Regions from separate parts of the Sus scrofa genome. Here region 2 is linked to region 1. A link is a contact called in public Hi-C data. All regions are on one chromosome and are shown on one strand. The core of a region is the stretch at or near the end of the contact, and the rest is flanking DNA. Distances in the headings are between cores, read along the strand shown.

Evidence for each region. Hi-C and Micro-C count contacts between places; a contact is called where the count stands out from the background.
Region 2: a contact with region 1 is called in a Hi-C map of skeletal muscle, with 2.4 times the contacts expected there. The contact joins the promoter of CARM1 here to the promoter of DNM2 in region 1. A contact is called at or near these places in 3 of 47 Hi-C or Micro-C datasets (embryonic fibroblasts and skeletal muscle) and 1 of 2 datasets of contacts at active chromatin or transcription factors (alveolar macrophages).

Annotation. Positions count from the first base shown.
Region 1 is chr2:69,472,202-69,475,711 of Sscrofa11.1, forward strand. It overlaps DNM2 (dynamin-2), which reads left to right and starts at 1,812. Exons shown (of 20, transcript XM_021083818.1): 1 at 1,812-2,204. The coding sequence starts at 2,044.
Region 2 is chr2:69,600,442-69,603,951 of Sscrofa11.1, forward strand. CARM1 (histone-arginine methyltransferase CARM1) reads left to right here and starts at 1,680. Exons shown (of 15, transcript XM_021083821.1): 1 at 1,680-1,935. The coding sequence starts at 1,716. It overlaps C2H19orf38 (protein HIDE1), which reads left to right. Exons shown (of 7, transcript XM_013994683.2): 7 at 1-319.

The sequences.
Region 1 (3,510 bases), core at 562-3,061:
GCCACAGCAGTGACAATACTGAGTCCGTAACAACTAGGCCATCAGGGAACTTCTGAAGATAAGGTTTAAGTAAAAAAAAGTAGCACATTTATAGCATCTACAATTTAAATATCATAAAGAATTCAACTACATTTATCAGTTTGTGTATTCTTCCAGAAATTTTCCACCTGTACATTATTTTCGTGAATGTTGCCATCCTTTACATGCAGTTCTGTACCTTGCTTTTCTTCCTTTTCTCAGTGTAGCTCAAATTGTTTATATGTCACTACATGAAAACTTCCTCAATCCTTTTTTTATAGCTGCTACATAGTATTTATTTCATGAGCTCCATGGATGGGCAGTTAGGATGTTTCCAGGTTTCTGCCATCATAGTCAAGGCTGCAGTGCCAATCATTTTGGGCCATCTTTTTGCCTGTCTCTGAGACCTGGGTCTTGGGTCAGGGAGCAGGCCTGTAACTTTGGCCACTCTGCCATCCTCTTACTCATTTTTTCTTCTTTCCCCTGTTACTGCCCTGCCCCCTCAGCCCACTTCCCCACCTCCTTTGCTCCTGGCTCCTTATTGGGCTGCCTCTGGCCTATCTTTGTCCAGAGGAATCAGATCACTTCTGTTAAAGTCAGTCCATCTATTCCCGGCTTCCTTTTTTTTTTGGCTGCACCGTCAGCACATGGAAATTCTCGGGCCAGGGATCGAATCCCAGCGACAGCGTCATAGTTGCCACAGCGTCAGAATTTAAACCCACTGCGCCGGCTGAGGGACCGAACCCTCGCTGCCACAGAGACAAAGCCAGATCCTTAACCCGCTGTATCACAGCCGGAACTCCCCCGCCTCTTCCAAGTGGTCAAGAGTCCCAGTTCCCAGAATCCCCAGCGTTGCCTGCAAAATAATAGGGGAGAACTTTCTGGGGAGAAGTTCCGTTGAGTTTCATTGAGTACTCAAAAAGATCCAAGATGTGCTAAAGTTGAAGAATCAGAGGAACGACGTTGGAGCGTCAGCTGCATCAACACAGGCGTCATCAGACGGTATTCCTACGGGAGGACACAGCATTCGCCAGGGTCTGGAGGCGTGGGAGCTAGCGAGGCCGAGCTAGCCTGCTTCTCCCTAGGAACCACTAATCGCCTGATTCTCACCTTCAAAGTGCACTGGGTCCCCGCGCAAGGAGCTGATTTGTGAGCTCACGGCCAAGACGCATTCTGGGACTTGTAGTTTTTTTTAAGAGCCGAGGAACTCAGGCGTGACCATCACCACTGGGTCCACAAGGTGGCGCACGTTGGCGAGTACTTTGGGTCTACTCTTTGCTTCAGAAGACTAGCCGACCTACGACAATCACAAGTAAGCGCTTGTGATTCTTTGATGGACAGATACATCGTCCAATTAGCGTCAAGATTCGAGGTTAAATCCCACCCTCTTGATTTGTTGGCTGACGGAACGGAGTGATATTTATATAAACCAATGGGAAATTTTTAGGGAACTAGGTAGAGTCGAGTGACAGATCTGTGTTTAAGAATCGATCCTTAATATCACTGGCCAATTTTGTTGACTGGCCGGTCTCCCTGCCAATAAAACTGGCGGATGGGCCTGCCATCCGGGAACTCCCCCAATGGGCGGGGCTAACATGCCTTTTTCCGAAACACCGCCTCCCGGCCTGAACAACTCGCTTCACGCTGCTATTGGCTGTTCTACAATAGCGACAGTTCTCGCGTCCAATGAGACTGAGAGAAAGTCCCCGGGGGGGAAGGTTCATTCAGCTGTAGGTCCGTGCCTCCCTTTCACTGGCTTGGGTGCACGAGCGACAGCGCGGCTGACCAACCGGGGGTGGGGCGAGGGCTTTGGGCGCAGCCCCAGGGCCCCGGGCGGGAGGTCGCTTGGGTCGGGTGTCGCCTGAGAACCGGATGAGGCGGCGACCGTGAGGCCGAGCCGGGAGCGGGCGTCGCGCCGAGGCCCGGGCGGACGGGGAGCAACGGCCGTGGACGCCGCGGGGCCGCGTCGTTGAAGGCAGGGGCGGGTGGGGAGCGCGGGGCGCTCGGGCCGGGGCCACCGGCGCCATGGGCAACCGCGGGATGGAAGAACTGATCCCGCTGGTCAACAAGCTGCAGGATGCCTTCAGCTCCATCGGCCAGAGCTGCCACCTGGACCTGCCGCAGATTGCCGTGGTGGGCGGCCAGAGCGCCGGCAAGAGCTCAGTGCTCGAGAACTTCGTGGGCCGGTGAGCGAGCGTGGCGGCGACGGCGGGCGGGCGGCGGCCTAGGGCGCGGAGGGCGGACCGGGAATGGCGCGCCCTGCGCCGCCGGCGTAACTGCGGCGCTTGCGTGCCCGCGACGGGGACGGGGACAGGGAGGCGGGCCCTGTGGGACGCCCTGGGCGGAGGGCTCCTTGCAGGAGGTGGGGAGCCGGCCCAGGCTAAAGGGGTATCTCATGGGCGAGGGCCAGAAGGTGCGGTGGATTTCTGCCGATTCTCTGGTCCTCAGCTATAGTGGGTGAATTCTACCATATGGTTGCCTGTGTGTCAGGGGCAGGTTCCCCTTCCCTGTCTGTCCGAAACCTGTCACTTAGATATCCATTGGGCCGACCCCTGCGGTCTGACTGGCTGTTCATTTATCTGGAGCAGTTCCTGCCGTCTCGTTGGCTGTCTCTCTGTCCTGGATAGGCTTCTGCCACCACCACCATTTGGCTGTCCATCTGTCCAGTACCGCAGAGCAGCCCCCTGCTGCCTGGCCAGCTATCTAGGATGACCTGTCCTGTCCGGCTGCCCATCCGTGCACTTCACAGACTTTAACACTTATCTCTTCCTCTCTTGGGTTACCTCCAGCTGGCCTCTGCTGTCTGACTGGCTGGCTGACCCTTGGGGACCCTGTTGCCTGGCTCTCCTGGGCTGACTCTAAAGCTTAGTGCCTGGTGAACGCTGGCTCCTCTTTTCCAAGTGGAACCTTTGTCTGTCTGTCCTACTATCTGACCTTCTCCTAATCTGCCTGTTTGTGCCATAGCGGACTGACTGTCTGACCCCACCACTGTGGCAGGGGGTGGTGGAGGATGCAGAGAGAAAGGGAGCTGAAGGGTGAGACTGGAACTCCTCTCAATTGGAAGTAGAACCCTCGGGGGAATCTTTCTCCAGGACTCTTTCCTGGTCCATGTCAGGGTACCTCCATGGCCCTAGAACATAGGGGCCAGCCCCCCAAGCTAAAGCCTGCAAATGTGGGGGGCCCTTCCTGGATCCTGGGAAGGAACTTCTTACCTGATCAGGCAAGATCTGGAATACAGCCTTTTTTGGATAGTTCTGAGAAGTCTCAGTTTGGCTCTCTGTCCTGTGGACATATTCCATTCTGTGGGCTGTTTCCTAGGATTCAGGAAGCTAATGGATGTAATTAGGTTCTTCTCTCTCCCTTCCCCCACTTCTTGCCCTTCTGCCTCCCAGATGGGTGGCCACTTCTCTATTTGTCTAGGAAGGACTCCATTTGTGACTGGGGCTGCCAAATGATAATATCATAGTCATTATTATCGTGATTATTGTTGTT
Region 2 (3,510 bases), core at 430-2,929, 130 kb after region 1:
TGGCCTTGCAGAGGGGCAGGGGTGGGAGAACGAGTGCAAGCACTGGCCTAGAGGCTGGATGGAAAGTAGGAAGCCTCTCTTTGGATTCCCAGCTTCCCAGGCCACCAGTGAAGGAGATGTTAGGTTCCCTGCTGGCCCTTTGCTGGGGCACTGTGAAGTCTGAGCTCTCTGCACACCTCTCTGGTTTCCTCCTTCTATGCCACACCTAACTTGACCAACCTGGCTGGTTTTCTGGAGCATAGGGTACCTGGGGGTATATTCTGTGTGCCCTGCTGGCATGCCTAAGTTATTAATTATAATGTGTTGAGCTGTTCTCAAAGTCTCGATGGAATGTACTCCTTCAAGCCCGGGGCTTCTGGGGTCCAATCACTGATTGTAGCACTCAGTGTGGTGTATGGGGAAGCTCTCGGGGGTGCGTGGATGGGGTAGTACCACGTGGGCCTCAGCTAAATTCTTTGTATTGGTGAGCACAGGAGGTGGAATGATGGTGGGGTGGAGGAAGAGGAACATTGGGAAGGACAGTACTAAATGAGCAGGTCTAGGTTAGAGAGGCAGCTGGAGAATGTGGCTGCAAACCCCTTTGGAACTCCCCCAAAGAGAATGGGCCCCTGGACCAGTGGAGGGGGGAACTGGAGGGAAGACAGATATGTGTTTGTGTGTGTATGGAAAGGGGCACTTGGCCCCGATTTGCTGGCCAGCCATCATTCGGGGCAGGGAAAGTAGAAGAGGAAAGGGGCTAAAGGAGGGGTCCAAGAATTTTTTGTAGGGGAGAAGACAGTGAAGGGCTGAGGATGGAGGAGGAGGGCCCTAGAGTAAGGGGCTGGAGATGATGGAGTGGAGCGGAGGAGTGGCTGAGTGCTCAGGCAGGAGTTCCCGGTGGGGTACTGGGGTCAAGTCCTAACTCAAACTGTTTTTCCATCCCGCCGGCTGCGGCTGGGGCGTGTCCCTACGTCCTGTCCCCGCCCCTCACTCCGGTCTTCCCCTGAACCCAGAGCCTCACAAAGCAAGCGGGAGGGAACAGGACCGGTGTAGGGGCGGGGCCTCTTCGCAGCTGGACCCCGCCCCTCAGCGTGTCACCTCACAAAGCCGGGAGGGGCAACGGGCGGACCCAAGCTTCAGGGGCGTGTCGGAGCTGCTGGGCGTCAGGTCCGCCCCCGCCGTTTTTCTAGCTGGGGAGCCACCTCTCTGGGCACGACTGTCGGGGCGGGGCAAGGGGGCGTGTCCGGGGCATAAGCACCGTCCCCCTGACGCGCGTTCCGGCCCCCTCCCTCCCCGGGCCTCGGCGGCCTCACTGCCTCACAAAGCACCGCCGGCAGTTCAGGCCGCGCCGGGCGGGGGGCGGGGCCGAGGCCCAGGGGCGTGTTCGCGCCGCAAGCACCTCCCCCGACGTACGCTCTTGTCCCCGCTGTTCCTGGACCGCGGAGTCACCTCACAAAGCGGCGACCGCTCGCGCGGGGCGGGGCGGGGTTGGGTGGGGCAGGCCCCGCCCCTCCAGCGTGCTCCCTCCCAGCGCCCAGGGCCGCCGGCAGGGGGCGCTGCGCCACGGGGCCGGGCAGCAGCCGCGGTGGCGGCGAGGCGGCGCGTGGCCGGCAGGCGGCGCTGCCCGGCTCGGCCTCTGCCTCGGCCTGCGCGGCGGCGGCAGCGGCGGCAGCGGCGGCGGCCTGGGCCCGGGCGCGGCGGCGGCGGCGGCGGCGGGGCCTGGAGCCGGATCTAAGATGGCAGCAGCGACGGCGGCGGCGGGGCCGGGCGTGGGCGGCGCAGGGGCGGCCGGCCCGGGTGTCGCGGGGCCCTGCGGGGCCGTGTCCGTGTTCCCCGGCGCCCGCCTCCTCACCATCGGCGACGCGAACGGCGAGATCCAGCGGCACGCGGAGCAGCAGGCACTGCGCCTCGAGGTGCGCGCCGGCCCGGACGCGGCGGGCATCGCCCTCTACAGCCGTGAGTGCGGGGCTCCGGGGCCGGGCCGAGGGCCGGGTTGCGCGCGGGGGCTGCGCACGAGGCCGGCAGGGCGGGGGGCCCAGGGCGGGAGGGACGCGACCACAGTGAGGGGCCCGGGGCCCCGAGGGTGAGGGGCCCTGACTCGTGGGGGCCTGGGGTGGGGTCCTTGGGGCCGAGCCGGGGGAGTTAGGTGTGCGGGTCCCCGAGTTGAGGGGTGTGGAGGGACGGTGTCAAGCGGCAGAAAAAGAGGGCGTGCGTGGTGGCCAGAGGTGAGGTGCCCGGACTATGGAGGGAAGCGGGAAATGGGGGAGTAGTGAGGGCCCTGAGATTGGGAGGGGGTGAGCAGGAAGTGGGGGGCCGCGAGTGGAAGGGAGAATTCGCAGGAAGCTGGGGTTGTGGAGGCTGGGTGGGAGGGGAGGGGGCCTGAGGCGTGGGAGAGGTGGGAGTCTGGGGGCGGGTGTGGCCGCCCTAGCTGGGAGGAGGGGGTGTGTGGCCACCTCGGGAGACCCTCTGAACTGCCAAGGACGGTTGGAAAGTGGTGCCCAGCCTGGAGGACCCTGTGCCACCCATCCGGAGGGCTTGGCAATCCGGACCCCCGAGTGGGAAACTTCTAGATCTGAGGAGAGGGCCCATGCGAGGTTGGTGCGAGCCACTGGCTGTGAGCCTCGTGGATACGTGGATGGGTAGGGTCCCTTCTTGATGCCCGGCTCTGAAGTAAGGGGTAACATTGCCTCCTTCTTCGCCACGGTCCTCCGATTTTCCTTTTTGGGGATGTGAGAAGTGGGCTGAATTTTCAGAAGCGAGTTTCAAAACTGACATTTCGGTGGGGGGAAAAAATTACAAAGGTGTTTGCCGAGGACTCTGCTTCTTTGTAGTTTATCCTTTTTCTTCCTCTTGTTACTCTTTCTTATCTGTTGTCTTCTGTCAGGATTCCGCCTTCACATTTTGTTATACTGTTACACTTAGCTTTGTCTCTCCGGGTTTCTTGCCCTGATGCTCTGGGGAGTCACTGAGGAGGCCTTTCCTGGCTTTGGCCTCTGTGAGTTTTCTGCCACTTTGGGAACAGGGTTTTCTGAAGGGAAGTGTATGGAGCTCAGGCAGAGGGTGCTCCCCACACCTCAACTTGGAAAACCCAAATAAGGGAGCTCCCAGTGTTGCATGACTTTTTTGACTTTCTTGGACCAGATGAGGAGAGAGAAGGGTATCCCGGGGGGGATTGGAGCTCAGGACAGACACTTAAGCCCAACAGGATCCCCCAGATCGTAAGCATGGCTGTTTATTCAACCAGCATTAATAGGGTGGAGAACAGTGTAGGGCAGCGTTTCTCAAACTAGGGTCCCAGGGCTGATCCTCAAAGGAGTTCCACAGGAGTTGGTTTTTCTTTGTAAATAAACTTCTTTTGATTTTTGAAAGGTTTTAGGTTTATTGAATTACTAGGAAGGTAGTACAAAGTGTTCCCACCCACTCTACACGTAGTCTTGAGGTCTTGCCTCTGTACGTCTTTCTCTGGGATAGTTTTTGCTTTTGTGTTGTTTTGTGGATACACACAGAATTGTTATTGGTTCTAAAAAGAAC